5 separate regions of the Mus musculus genome follow, and regions 1, 3, 4 and 5 are each linked to region 2. The links are chromatin contacts, called in public Hi-C, HiChIP or PLAC-seq, Micro-C and promoter capture Hi-C maps. All regions are on one chromosome and are shown on one strand. The core of a region is the stretch at or near the end of the contact, and the rest is flanking DNA. Distances in the headings are between cores, read along the strand shown.

Evidence for each region. Promoter capture Hi-C pulls out the DNA fragments that hold promoters and counts their contacts. A called contact is a pair of places that touch in the nucleus more often than the background predicts. HiChIP or PLAC-seq counts read pairs in DNA pulled down with a chosen protein or histone mark.
Region 1: a Micro-C map of embryonic stem cells shows a contact between it and region 2, with 9 times the contacts expected there. The contact joins the promoter of Opn3 here to the promoter of Rgs7 in region 2. A contact is called at or near these places in 6 of 39 promoter capture datasets (embryonic stem cells, hippocampal neurons, liver and 1 more), 4 of 484 Hi-C or Micro-C datasets (Sertoli cells and embryonic stem cells) and 2 of 9 other capture datasets (adipose tissue and liver).
Region 3: a contact with region 2 is called in a Hi-C map of the N1E-115 cell line, with 2.5 times the contacts expected there. The contact joins the enhancer-like site here to the promoter of Rgs7 in region 2. A contact is called at or near these places in 1 of 39 promoter capture datasets (hippocampal neurons), 1 of 484 Hi-C or Micro-C datasets (the N1E-115 cell line), 1 of 115 datasets of contacts at active chromatin or transcription factors (neural progenitor cells) and 1 of 9 other capture datasets (pancreatic islet).
Region 4: a contact with region 2 is called in an H3K27ac HiChIP or PLAC-seq map of heart atrium, with 3 times the contacts expected there. The contact joins the enhancer-like site here to the promoter of Rgs7 in region 2. A contact is called at or near these places in 2 of 39 promoter capture datasets (hippocampal neurons and trophoblast stem cells), 4 of 484 Hi-C or Micro-C datasets (cerebellar granule neurons, nephron progenitors, olfactory sensory neurons and 1 more), 1 of 115 datasets of contacts at active chromatin or transcription factors (heart atrium) and 2 of 9 other capture datasets (adipose tissue and pancreatic islet).
Region 5: a contact with region 2 is called in a promoter capture Hi-C map of liver. The contact joins the promoter of Fh1 here to the promoter of Rgs7 in region 2. A contact is called at or near these places in 4 of 39 promoter capture datasets (cranial neural crest, embryonic stem cells, liver and 1 more), 8 of 484 Hi-C or Micro-C datasets (Sertoli cells, embryonic stem cells, nephron progenitors and 2 more), 1 of 115 datasets of contacts at active chromatin or transcription factors (astrocytes) and 3 of 9 other capture datasets (adipose tissue, liver and pancreatic islet).

Annotation. Positions count from the first base shown.
Region 1 is chr1:175,691,283-175,693,982 of GRCm38.p6, reverse strand. It overlaps Opn3 (opsin 3), which reads left to right and starts at 1,351. Exons shown (of 4, transcript NM_010098.3): 1 at 1,351-1,813. The coding sequence starts at 1,447. It overlaps Gm39707 (a long non-coding RNA gene), which reads right to left and starts at 937. Exons shown (of 3, transcript XR_865748.2): 1 at 892-937.
Region 2 is chr1:175,491,188-175,493,887 of GRCm38.p6, reverse strand. It overlaps Rgs7 (regulator of G protein signaling 7), which reads left to right and starts at 1,343. Exons shown (of 18, transcript NM_001347195.1): 1 at 1,343-1,627.
Region 3 is chr1:175,253,497-175,256,196 of GRCm38.p6, reverse strand. The region is part of intron 3 of Rgs7 (regulator of G protein signaling 7); the gene reads left to right. Among named protein-coding and RNA genes, the nearest start is that of Rgs7, 240 kb to the left of the region's middle. Within about 2 kb of position 1,291, at least 19 of the 459 cell types and tissues checked have an H3K27ac peak or open chromatin away from gene starts, as enhancers often do. A contact at or near this core is called in the N1E-115 cell line, hippocampal neurons and neural progenitor cells, where this site is marked.
Region 4 is chr1:175,358,974-175,361,673 of GRCm38.p6, reverse strand. The region is part of intron 2 of Rgs7 (regulator of G protein signaling 7); the gene reads left to right. Among named protein-coding and RNA genes, the nearest start is that of Rgs7, 130 kb to the left of the region's middle. Within about 2 kb of position 1,438, at least 38 of the 459 cell types and tissues checked have an H3K27ac peak or open chromatin away from gene starts, as enhancers often do. A contact at or near this core is called in cerebellar granule neurons, heart atrium and pancreatic islet, where this site is marked.
Region 5 is chr1:175,624,341-175,627,040 of GRCm38.p6, reverse strand. It overlaps Fh1 (fumarate hydratase 1), which reads left to right and starts at 1,406. Exons shown (of 10, transcript NM_010209.2): 1 at 1,406-1,590. The coding sequence starts at 1,468.

The DNA of each region.
Region 1 (2,700 bases), core at 102-2,601, 200 kb before region 2:
TCCACAAACCAGTCATTAGTGCCTATGACATCTTCAGGTGCATGCAGCTCGGGACATTTTCCTCTCGTGGGTAGTCGTTGGGGACTGCAGTGGAGACAGAGAAAGCAGGCCTAAAGAAGTGACGTTCACAATCTATATTTGACTTGTTCTATATTTGCATTGCTGCTGGGGAAAGGTCCAGTGGAAAATGCGTGCTGTTCTAAATATATCCTCTCTATACCTGCTAGATTTGGATTGAAGCCTTAGGGGGCGGGGCACTGCTCAAGAGATCACCTCCAGAGAAGCATTTGGACTGGATTGTGTATCAGGTGTACCTACTGCAGACTGAGAAGGCTTGGGATCCAGTGGAAGGGTGACTTGGGTGTCACTCTGATGCTATTTCCTTCCTTATTCTGGGGCTCTGAGAGTGGCAGCTCAGAACACTGTCATAAACGCTGGGACATATCTTCCAGCTCTAAGGTAGTTGAGACTCAGCCTGCTGCGTTTGTTTGTTTGTTTTTAACGTCAGGTTCCCTGTTTATGAGATCATTTCGCTGGCGCTCTACTTCGGGCATTTCAGTGTTTTGTTTTCTTTCTATTGGGTGTATGAGGTGGGGGTGGGTGTTATTATAGCTTCCCAGGAAAGAGAGTATTTCATTCAGCATGCTTAACTGAGTTAAGCGCAGGCGTTCATAAATATTTATGAATGAGTGTATGCTAGGGTGAGTGACTTAACGGGTGAATGGACGAGATGCTTTAGAGTCCGTTGAGGGCTGTGAGGATCCGCTGTGGCTAATTTACCTCCGTAAGGGAGTTTACTTTCTCTTTTTTTCTGTACAGTCTGTTCAGGTTTCCACCTCGGCTTAAGGGTGAAGGAAGCAGAGCAAGAGCTCACTGGTCTCTGAAACTCACCTCTGCTGGGCGGGAACGCGCCCGGGAGGTGGGAGGGGGGAAAAGGGGCGGGCCGCTAAAGCAGTAGGGCGGGGCCACAGCTCAGAGGCGCGGTCAGAGGTTCTAAGAAGGCGGAGCTGTATGCCGGAGGGCGGGGCCAAGGGTGTGAGTCAGAGGGCGGGGTAACAGGAGATTCCGGGAGGGAGGAGCCGCAGGCCAGACTGCGGAAGAGTCTTAGGAGGGCGGGGCCAAAACGGCTGCCGTATGGATGAGGCCGCAAGGTAGAAGGGCGTGGCCTCCAGGGAGGTCCCGTGGGAGGGACTGCAAGTGCTAGCTAGTGGGGCTCGGGACCCACGCGGGAGGGTGGGATAGCAAGAACGCTAGGAGGGCGGAGTTTCATGCGGTGGGGCGGGGTCCTAGCACCGAAGGGCGGGGCCTCGGGTGCGCGCGGGTTGGGCGGGCCTGGCGCGGCTCCCGGGCACAATGGCCTGAGCGGCCCGCAGAGCGTGAGATCCACCCTGTTCGGGCCGCCCGGCTCACCGAGCCCTCTCTCTCACGGCGCGCCGGCGTCGGGCCATGTACTCGGGGAACCGTAGTGGCGACCAGGGCTACTGGGAGGACGGGGCGGGCGCCGAGGGCGCAGCACCGGCGGGCACGCGGAGCCCCGCGCCTCTCTTCAGCCCCACCGCGTACGAGCGCCTGGCGCTGCTACTCGGCTGCCTCGCGCTGCTGGGCGTCGGCGGCAACCTGCTGGTGCTGCTTCTCTACTCCAAGTTCCCGAGACTGCGCACGCCCACCCACCTCTTCCTGGTCAACCTGAGCCTGGGCGACCTGCTGGTATCCCTGTTCGGAGTCACCTTCACCTTCGCGTCGTGCCTGCGGAACGGCTGGGTGTGGGACGCCGTGGGCTGCGCGTGGGACGGGTTTAGCGGCAGCCTCTTTGGTGAGTCGCCCGGGACGCGTTCTCCTTGCCTCTCAACTTTCCCCCGGGTACATCAGCTCTGGGCCTCCGTCCTCCCCGGGATCGTCCCTGATAGCCAGTCATCACCCACAACTCCCTCTCTCTCCTCGAGAACCTCCCTTAGATACCCAACCCTCGCCTCCCTTCTCCCTTTCATCTGGTCTTCATCCCCAACTCTGTTTCCCTCCTTGCCTGGATTTACACACCCTTCTTCCCAGCCAGTCACCAACCCCAGCCCCTCCTGCCTCTGTAGCACTTTCCAAAGTCTCCCTGCCGCTGGCCATCTTATTTCCCCTCATCTATTTTTACTTCCTACTGTAGCTCTCAACAGGGCAGCTCACAGTGGACTTTACAGAGGGAGAAAGAAATGAGGCCCTGTAGAGTCAAGAGATGCAAGAAAAAAGTCAACTCCTGAACAGTGGAGGCGAGAACAAGGAGAGATTTAATTCACAAATTTAGTATTTGTTCCTCAGAATGACATGTAGAATCCTAAATAACGCAGTATTTTACCCCCTTTCACTCGTTAGCAATTATAAACAGTTGAATGCTTCCTAGGGGATGAGACTTTTTTTTTTTTTTAATTTCCTGTACATAGGTTCTGTCACACCAGAGGTTACAAATGGCGCAAAGGAGTCCAACTCATAATTAGCAGGGCAGCCAGTACATTTAATTGAAGTAGAACTTGTTGCTTTCTTGAAGATTTATATTGAGAATTGACAGGTTGAAGGTTGACTGATCCAGTATTCTAAGCCTGGGAAAAACGTGTGTGTGTGTGTGTCCCCTAGGGATTTTGTTTGTATAACGATTTAAAATAGAAATGGATATTTCTTAAGGCTTAAAGTCCCTTTCACAAACCTTAAAAACACATT
Region 2 (2,700 bases), core at 94-2,593:
TGATGGAAAGTAGGGAGAGAAGTCAGACATGGCTGTGGGTAACCTGGCCTGGGAACGTGATCCTGTAGTATTTAGAACATGGGTACGGATAGATAAATGCTACTTTGAATGACACCTGAAAGAGCCTGGGTGAGGCTGGAAACGTGACTGGTACCCACAGATATTTGGATAGCAGTTATATTAAGGTTTACCCTGCTTGGAGAAGCAGCCACAGATGGCACTGGATAGCCAATTCTGGTGCCACCGGTTTGTAATCCCAGCTGTTTGGAAGGCTGAGGCAGGAGAATGTTGAATTTAAGGTCTGTTTGGGCTAAACTGAGTTTAAGACCAGCCTGGTTGGACGCTGTCTCAAAAGTGAAAAACAAACAAACAAACAAACAAACAAACGAAGGTGCTGGTAGAGAGGGTTGTGAATGGGATGCAGCTCATTGGCAGGGGCCTTAGGTTTAGTCCGCCTACACACACAAATCACACTGGCTAAATCGTCTTTATCCTCAGTCCTATAGAGGAAGCCTTCTCAGATGTTCAGATTCCCACAACTTCCTAATGTCCCAGAAAGCTGGGTACATTTCACGAGGACAAAAACTTTTTTCTTTAATGTCTTCCCAGTCCTTGAAAAATTAGTGCCGGAAACCTGAAGAATTTCTGGGGTTCGGGGTATCAGCAACCCCAGACCCTTTGTGATTCTGTGAACCCCAGTAGAGGACAAGGACTAAAGACAAGTTTCTCTGAGCCCAGTAGGTTAGACCAGCCAGACATCAGCCATGGGCCTTCAATGTCACAGGTGGTGAGATTGTTCGCTTTTGGTAGAGGCCTCCAAATTCCTTCCCGGTATTTCCAACTTAATAGGAGGCAGTGAAAGTCATGGGCAAACAGGCTGGAGTGAGGAAGGGGGCCTGCCAATGAGTCATTTGGTCCTGGCCATTGCTTTCACTTCTGGGATATTCCAGCATCTCTCTGGGCTGTTACTTAAGCATAAGGATTATCAATCATTTGCTTCCCTAGTTCTGCCAGCAGGGTCGCCAGGAGCGCGATGCAGACCTGCCAGCCGCAGGGGGCCTTATCCATTCATCCATTTACCCACTCACCCACCCTTTCACCCACCTACCCATCCACCCACCCTCCGCCAAGCCCTTCCTCCTGCTTAGCTCAGTTTGGCTCTCCAGGCCTGCGGCGGCGCGTGGGCTTGCCAGCGCGGGGGACAGGGCCTGTGCTCCCGAGGGGTTGCGGGGTCGGGAGGCCGGGGACACCCAGGGGTGTGGCGGCGGCGAAGCCGAGCCCGTCCGAGCCGGCACCTTCGGGCGTCCCTGTCCCACGTGACTGTCGCCTCCTCCCTCCTCCCAGTCGCGCGCGCACGGGCCAGGCGTCTCGACTCCCGCGCGCGCTCGACTGGTCCCAGTCCCCGGGAGGAGAAGCGGAGGAGGGAACGAGCGAGGCGGCCCGGGGGAGCGGGCGCGAGCGGCGGCTGCCGGGGCCGCCTGTGCACCGCGGCGAGGGTGGCGGTGGCCTGAGCAGCGCGAGTGTGATGAGGCTGCCCTGCCTCGCAGCTCCGCTCGCAGCCAGCTGACAGCGCCTGCCCTCAGCACACCCGGAGGGGAGCCGCGGGGCCGTGACCTTGGCCGAGGAGGTAACCGGAGGGAGCGGAAGGGGAGGAGGCGGCGCCACCTGGAGTCCCCGGGACCCCTGGTCCCGCACCCGGTCCTCGCCCTGCGACGACGGGAGTCACGGTCCCCAATGAGTGGCGCGCCCGGCCGGCCGGGCTGGGGCGCTGCGCACGCCGCGGTCCACGGTGCTGAAACTGCTGCCCGGTGTGGCCAGTGCCTGGATGAGGGGCAAGGCTGCCTGCCATTTGCTGCCTCCGAGAGCAAGGGCCGAGCAGGATGAGCTGGGACCCAGATTTCTCTGCTCTTCTGGCTGATTGTTCCAGGCTTGTGCAGTTAGCTTGCTCTCGGAGGTGAGCCAGGTGATTGCTCAAGGCTTGACTTCCCATCAGCCTTGGGTTGCTTGGACCTAATTTGGAAGCTTTCTTCCAAAGATTAGTCAGGATCAGGTCCAGACTTAGCGCACCGAGGTGGGAGCACAGAGGAGCCATGGGCTGGCAGTGAAAGCAGGTGAAAGTGGAAAAGCCTATGTATGCCCAGGCTGTGTGGGGAGCCCAAGAAATGGAGAACAAACATGTGCCTGAAAAGAACACTTGTGGGGAAGGGGCCTCTGTCGCGCCTGCCATGGGAAACTAGCTGGCTACTAGGAGAAAGTGGGCTGCAGCGGGTGTTGGCTTTCTGCCCTTTGGGGAGAACCGCATCAAGTGGAGCAGCAAGTATCCAGGGAGAACAGTGGGTATTAGGGAAGTGCCAACCATGGGGTTTTTAAGTAAGTACCTAATACTTTTAAAAAGAGAGTATTCACAAAATGAAGTCCACAAAAACCTTAGCTAGCTGACTATTTCGAACTGGAAGGTTGTCTGTTGAGATTTCCTGGGGCTACTACAGATGTAAACTTCTGCCTTTGTATTTCTTTAAAAAAGAAAAACTCCATGTCTGGTGTTCTCCTCATCCCAGAAATGAAAGAATTCTTCCCGTGGTTTGGGTACTGTGAACATGAAGGTGTGTGTGTGTGTGTGTGTGTGTGTGTGTGTGTGTGTGTGTGTTGGCGGATGTCTGTTCCCCCCAGGACTACCAGGCTCTCACTAGAGGCTCTCTA
Region 3 (2,700 bases), core at 42-2,541, 240 kb after region 2:
TTTCACTGCATACCTTGAAATCTCAACATAATAAGTGACACTGATGGATGGCTCTCTTAGAAGGACAACTTTTGTGATCTATACATATTCCTAAGTGCAGGTGTGAGTGTGTGTGTGTGTGTGTGTGTGTGTGTGTGTGTGTGAGAGAGAGAGAGAGAGAGAGAGAGAGAGAGAGAGAGAGAGAGAGAGAGAGAGAGAGAGAGACTGAAGATCAAACTTGGAGCCTTACTCATGCTAGGAAATTGCTCTATCAATGAGTTATATTCATAGTCTGAGATCATATGTTTGACTGCTCTTTTCATTGATAATGAATACCCTTCCTGAAGCCTACCAAGTCCTGGATTGACCTACGTGGAACATCTGTTTTCCTCCAACTTCTTCCCCAGATCCAAACATTGCTAATCAAGGGTTAAAAATGATCCCCATGTGCAAAATCTTTTGCTTTTAAAGCTTTTTGCTACCTGACCTATTTCTCTGAATCTTAGCCTAAGCCTGAGAAAGCTCAGAAGGCAGTTAAAAATAGAATTAGCATTTTCTTTAAAAATGTAAAGAATTCTCCTCTTCTGAAGGAGAGTGAGAAGGTTTTCTTTAATATTTGATTCCTTTCCACCTTCTCTTGAAGACAGCCTTCAAATGGACAAACCTCACTGAAGTCATTCTGCCCTGAAAGCAATTAAGATCAAATACCACAAGGCTAAAAATACCGATGTTACACTTTCAGCAGCAATTCTTGGCTGTTTTGCTCCACTTTATGGTCAGGTGGTCTTTTAGCAAGAGATGGATGCTAACGGTTGCCAGGGACTGGTGTGGTGGGGAGAACAGTAAATAATTCAAAAATAGCTGCTCTCAAGTGCTAAGCAATTTGGCTTGTCTCAGAACTTAAAGAATTTTTATTTTGTCTGAAGCTGACGATAAAGGCTGTATTATCTTAAATGGATTTTATCTGTGGGGTTTGCTGGATTACAAGCCCTCCTACTTACATGACATGGTTTTGGGGGAGTTTCTTTGGTAATAATCTCACTCCAGCTTCATTCTGTGCATTTCTGTGAGATACACTAGTCCTCTGGATGAAGGATGGGGAGAGAGAGAGAGACCATGCTTAGTACATCAGGTCCTCGTGCCTCTTATTTTATCTATATGATGAACAGAAGGATTTTTCTTTGTGGTTTGGTCATCTGGTGTGTGTAAACACGAAGATGAAATCTGTCTGAAAGCAAAGCTGATGCAGAAGAGTACAGAGTGCAGAGCCGTGGAAGAGAGTGAAACTCTGCCCTAGCTTTAAGCACCATCTGTGCCAAAGTTTTTGGCAACAAGACAAAAGAATTCCCACCCTTTTCCCTCACAGCCTAGCTTGGGCCCCTGAAAGCTAAGTTTTGAGCTACTTAACCTTTTTATGCAGCCTTTCTTCCTCAGTTCCCAGTGATAAAAGTTATTTGCAACTAACAACAACTGTGGGTTTTTTGTTGTGTGTGTTTTTTTAAATGATTTGAAACAATTTTAAAGTTTTATATCCTGGTGTTTTTTCTCTCATAGTAAGAAAACACTATTTTTCCTCTTAGAAACACCATTTTTTTATCCTTGAGAAGAGTTTTTGATATCCTAGGTTTTTTGTTATTCCAGATGAATTTGCAAATTGCTCCTTCTAATTCGTTGAAGAATTGAGTTGGAATTTTGATGGAGATTGCATTGAATCTGTAGATTGCTTTTGGCAAGATAGCCATTTTTACAATGTTGATCCTGCCAATCCATGAGCATGGGAGATCTTTCCATCTTCTGAGATCTTCTTTAATTTCTTTCTTCAGAGATTTGAAGTTTTTATCATACAGATCTTTCACTTCCTTAGTTAGAGTCACGCCAAGATATTTTATATTATTTGTGACTATTGAGAAGGGTGTTGTTTCCCTAATTTCTTTCTCAGCCTGTTTATTCTTTGTGTAGAGAAAGGCCATTGACTTGTTTGAGTTTATTTTATATCCAGCTACTTCACTGAAGCTGTTTATCAGGTTTAGGAGTTCTCTGGTGGAATTTTTAGGGTCACTTATGTATACTATCATATCATCTGCAAAACGTGATATTTTGACTTCCTCTTTTCCAATTTGTATCCCCTTGATCTCCTTTTGTTGTCGAATTGCTCTGGCTAATACTTCAAGTACTATGTTGAAAAGGTAGGGAGAAAGTGGGCAGCCTTGTCTAGTCCCTGATTTTAGTGGGATTGCTTCCAGCTTCTCTCCATTTACTTTGATGTTGGCTACTGGTTTGCTGTAGATTGCTTTTATCATGTTTAGGTATGGGCCTTGAATTCCTGATCTTTCCAGAACTTTTATCATGAATGGGTGTTGGATCTTGTCAAATGCTTTTTCTGCATCTAACGAGATGATCATGTGGTTTTTGTCTTTGAGTTTGTTTATATAATGGATTACACCATGCCTGACCTAAAGCTTTACTACAGAGCAATTGTGGTAAAAACTGCATGGTACTGGTATAGAGACAGACAAGTAGACCAATGGAATAGAATTGAAGACTCAGAAATGAACCCACACACCTATGGTCACTTGATCTTCGACAAGGGAGCTAAAACCATCCAGTGGAAGAAAGACAGCATTTTCAACAATTGGTGCTGGCACAACTGGTTGTTATCATGTAGAAGAATGCGAGAATCGATCCATACTTATCTCCTTGTACTAAGGTGAAATCTAAGTG
Region 4 (2,700 bases), core at 189-2,688, 130 kb after region 2:
AGACTGTGACTCAAACAGATGACCCCTAGAAGGCTATATCTGTTGAAATATCACAAAACATGGAGGCTTGTGGCACCTAAGCCAGACCATCCTCACATCTACTGGGTATGGGTTGTAGCTAGAGATATGTGGATGAAACACAGCAAGGAGACCTGTCACTGGAGGAGACCTGGGAGATGGACTTGTGTGGTGGGTTATATCCCTGCCCTGAGTTTCTTAATCAGAGGTCTCAAGAATGGTTCCCTAGTCTAGTAGTAACGTTAGCCTCAGACACTTTAAATCTTGGTCCCATGGTTCTCAACTTTCCTAATTCGGTGACCCTTTAATATAGTTCCTCATATTCTGGCGACCTCAACCATAAAATTATTTCATTGCTTCCTATAACTGTACTCTTGCTACTATTCTGAATTCTAACATAAATATCTGATATCCAGAATGTCTGTGACCCCTGCAGGTTGAGAACCACCTCTCCAGTTGATCTTGTATCAGGCTCAATTTACAACCATTGCTTCAAGAAAGTTTGGCGCACCTGAGTTAAAAGTTTAGTTTCCCCAACCTGTGGTGCTATTGGGAAGTGGGACGGGGCCTAAGTGGAAAGAGGTTAGGTAGCTGTCTCTTCCCTTTTTGCCTATAACATGAACATAGACCTTCTTCCATGTGATCCCACTGTGATATATGATGTAGCCATAGAACCAAGCAACAAAGATAAGTCATCATGGTCTAAAATCTTTTCTTCCTCTGAAGGTGGGCATTGTTAGAGCAACAGAAATCTAGCCAACATAGATAACTATAGTGGAAGTTCAGACTCTGGACATTTGAAAATTGCCTGAAAGTATATCCTGTTGTGGAGAGCTGGTCATTGACATTTTTTTGCTGTTAGCTTTTTGTGCCAAGTTTAAAATGGTCTCCAATGGCCTGGTCTGATAGGGGTCTGGGTTGAGCAAAAGGTAATTATTTTAGGCTTGATATATGCATGGTTAAATCAATAACTGCTGCCAGTCATGGTATTGCTCAGCCCTTTAGGTTTTATTGAAACCTTTGCTTCTGCAAAGAAACATCTGAAAAGGTAAAAATGAAAGTTTAGAAAGTGCCTGTGAGTGGCTTTTTTTTTTCCTGTGCTTTTCCCATTGTTGTGGAGTCTCTTGTTGCCCCTGTTACAAGCCCTTTGGAGTCATTTGGGATTTAATTGGAGGGAAGGGTGTTGGCAGAGAGAACTGGTGTGACAAGGTCACAATGGCCATCTCTCTTTGAACCTTTCATCCTGGATTTCTCAGGACTCACCATTTTAAGTGACCTGAACTCTACTTGGCTGCTGGTACTACTGCAAAGAAAATCCCACTGCTTAACAGCAGGCGTTTATTTTCACACCATGTCAGAAGCAGGAAGCCCGCGATCAACAAGCTGGAATGTGCATTTTTTTTTTTCTAGTGAAGGCTGCCTGCCTGCTCTGTCACTGTCCTCACATGGCCTCTCCTCCTGCCTGTGGAAAACTGAAGGCAGCTCACACTCTCTGGAGTGTCTCCTTATTAGGCCACCGGTCTTGTGGGACCAGGGTTCTGCCCTCTGACTTCCTTTATCCTTAATTACTCCCTTAGAGCCTTTCCTGCAACTGGAGCCACCCTGGGGGTAGTGACTATAGGTAGGGATTCTAGGGTCACAAATACTCATTCTGTAATTCCACCTCAGTGGAATGTCTCACGGGCAATTGAGAGTAATTACACTGTCAAATAATAACGGAAAGCTGAGCAGTAGCCATCAGGATTGCTGGATTCAGGTTGAAATGAAGTCATCAAGACTCTGCCATCTGGTTCCACTCTTTCTTCAAAGGTGAGCACAGGTGTCCTTGGGGACAAGAAGCATTGGATCCCTGGAGCCAGAGAACAAGTGACTGGGAGCCCCCCTACATGGGTTCTGGGAACCAAAGTTAGGTCATCTGCAAGAGCAGTGCTTTCTCTTAATCATTAAGCATTTCTTCAGCCTGCCACCCCCATTATAATTTTTAAGGTTGACCAGATGGCCACATTCATTGTAAGCACCTATTCTACCATCTGCCTATGTGAAAACTTTACCTTTGAAATGATTTAATCTGAATTCCCAGGATCTGTTTCTTTATGTTTGGGCCACATGCTCCTTCTGGAATCAGGTACCTTGATCAGAAGCCAGCAATGTAGACCTGAGCTTTGTGGCTACACAGTAAAGCTTGTACGTGCCAGACAGGATTTATAGAGCATCAACCTAGGACAAGGACATGATGCATACTGTGTCCTTCACTGGGAGGACTTTTCTCAGAAAACTACATCCTTCATCCTCCAAATATGATTGCCAATGAGAGGGCACTTTCTAGTTGATGGGAACATGTTTCTAAAACCCAATTAGTTTAAGAGGAATATGACTATCATATAAAGACTTGATTATTGAAAACAATTAAAAACGGTAATGCATTATCAAATCATGTATCTTTTGAATTTATGATATTAAACTAGATTTTGCTTTCTCTTTTTCCTTCTTTTGCAACTTGTAAAGTTCTTGTTCTTCACATGAGATGCACCATACCATTACTGGTTTAATTAATATAGTTCTCTAATATCCTATTCCAAATCCTAATCTCTATATTTTATAAACATTGACTTTTTCTTTTCCACCAAACTTATATAGAGATGAAGGTTAGATCTTCTTTTAGTTCTGCTTCTCTTACATTGG
Region 5 (2,700 bases), core at 157-2,656, 130 kb before region 2:
CACACACACCCACACACACTCACATACACACATACTCACCACACTCTTGTGGCTGCTCTTTAATGGCAAAAGTGTAACATTTCGGGCAGAAGATACACTGCTTTATATGATTGTACTTTATCTTACTGCTTTGTCTTTTTCCCCTTAACCTAACTTTTAAAGAAAATTTGGTTCTACCTTTCACCAACTACTCTAAAAATTTCTCAGCCATTAGTTGAGAGAGGGAAGAACTAGATACTGAGGTCTGAAAACCCACCGGTACTGGTTTAATTGATTTAGCTCAGCTATTAGTCTTATTCTTACTTATTTTATTTCATTTGTGTTATTTTGAGACAGGGTGGCCTGTATCCCACACTGGCTTCAGACTCCCTGTGTAGCCAAGGATGGCCTTGAACTACTATTCTTCCTACCTGCACTTCTCAAGTGTGAAGATTGCAGGTCAACAGTGCATTTGTGTCAGGCTCACTATGAAGCCAAGGTTATTCTTGAATTCAACTCCTCCCTACCGTGGCATCTAGAGTGCTGAGGCTATAAATTGAAGCCTCTCATTTCCTGAAGAACTTCCTCTTTAACTGTCTTCTGATTCTGCATTAGAAAATTAAAAGAAGAGACACAATTTTTTTTATCAGTTACTCTTTTTCCATTGGCATCATTTAAGCAATGTTTTCCCTAGCCTGTAACCACAAAGAAAATCAGAGATGAAAAATCCCAAGGAATGTGGACACATTATAAATGTTATCAGAGGACATGTTAAAAGACAGAGGAAAAGGCTGGAGAGATGACCCAGTGGTAAAGAGCAGTGACTGCTCTCCCAGGTGTCCTGAGTTCAATTCTCAGCAACCACAGGGTGGCTCACAACCATCACAATAAGAGGGATCTGATGCCCTCTTCTGGTGAGTCTGAAGTCTGCTACAATGTACTCATAGACATAAAATAAATCTTTTAAAAAAATGACAGGAAAATTGACTCCAAAATGACAACTAGGAGCATTGTGGGATAATTGATTACTACTTCCTTGTTTAAAATTTGAGGCACTTTCTAGGAAGATAAGTATTTGAGACACGGATTCATACAGCTGCACGTCATGGGTGGTTGCAGGATAAATATTAACTTGATAACATGTTCTTTCTAGGCTGTCTCACGGACCTAGTACTACAGGCATCTTCAGCCAGTTTCCTGCCTCCTAGCAGCCACATTTGAAGTATTGTCGGAAGATCTGACCTCCCGCCTCTTGTCTTTTCCCATGATTCCTTCCGCACTAGTTTCCCGTGAACCCGAGGACTTCAAACAGCCATACTACAGGCCCAGGGAAGGCAACCCGCCCCATTAGTTATTATTGGCCAGTCATGGTTAGTCCCGTCCTACATGCTCAGGAAGAGGCGTTTGATTGGTTACGAGCGTGGCCGGAATCTGACGTATTAGGGGGCGTGGCTCAGGCTCAGCTTTCCACCCCCGTACAGCAGCACCATGTACCGCGCACTCCGTCTCCTCGCGCGCTCGCGTCGCCTCCTGCGGGTTCCGTCCGCCGGTGCTGCAGTGTCTGGGGAAGCGACCACCCTCCCGCGGTGTGCTCCGAACGTCGCGCGAATGGTGAGCGGGCATCTCGGGACCCGGCCTCCCCGGGGTGACCTTCACGTCAGAGTGTCCCGGGTGTCCCCGCGGGCCGCGCCTGGGCTCGGCGCCGGCCAGCACGCTCACCATCCGCCCCGGACGCGGCCTCCAGCCGAGTGTGTTGGGGCTGCGGGCAGCGCTGAGGGACGCGCTCCTTCCTGCTGGGGAGCCTGAGTGTCAGGGCAGACCTGCCCAATGCCTGAGCTTGCAGAGGCCTTCGGTCCAGGACACCTTCTCTGGGAAAGAGCGTGCACGGAGGCAGAGGGTGGGGGATGCCGGGGTGCAGGAGTAGCCCGAGGAAAGGGGAAGCCCCTTCCTTGTCCAGATCGCAAGCCCTGCTGGCTGGACACAGACAGGATGCTCCCCTAGGCTAGGGTCTGGCTTCTTGGTCCACCAGGGTGCTCTTTCCTGCTTTCAGGCCCTCGAAGTGGATGAAGCCAGTGTGTCTTCTGAACGGAAAGGCTTTGCTTCTTACTAACTTGACTATTTAGCTTGTGAGGTTACATGTGTTCTCTCTCACAACTGGGTGTAAAACTCCGAAATCCATAAATGTGGACCTAGGAACATAAGTACTCGGAAGCATGCCTGAGCAGATTGGATAGGACCGAACAATTGCCCTAACCAAGATTTTGTATTCAGAAAGACAGCTAAAGGAACTTAAGGGGCCAGGTCCAAGGTATGGCATGCTTCGTTAAGCCCCTGTACTGTTTAGAGTTCTTTAGAAAACGAAAAATGCGAGTGTGTATGTACTGTTAGGAAAAGTTTGAGAAATGAATAGTTAGGAAGACCACTCCGAAGTGTAGCATGTCTTCTGTAGTGTGGGGTGTGATTTCAAGTCCTACTGCTGCGTTCAGGCTTTGTCCAGTTTCTACATGTAAAGCTGAGATAATTACAGAGGCTCAGCAAGATAGAACTTGGGGAAAACACTGTGCTTCTTAATTAGACCTCCTTTAGTGTCCTTAAAAGGGCCAAGACGTTCTCTCAACTTCTAGACGCTTGAATGACAACTCTGTACCGTCTTGGGGCTTGGGAGATGACACCAGTGAAGAATCCATCAGGTGGTTCACACCCACCTGTAACATCAGCTTT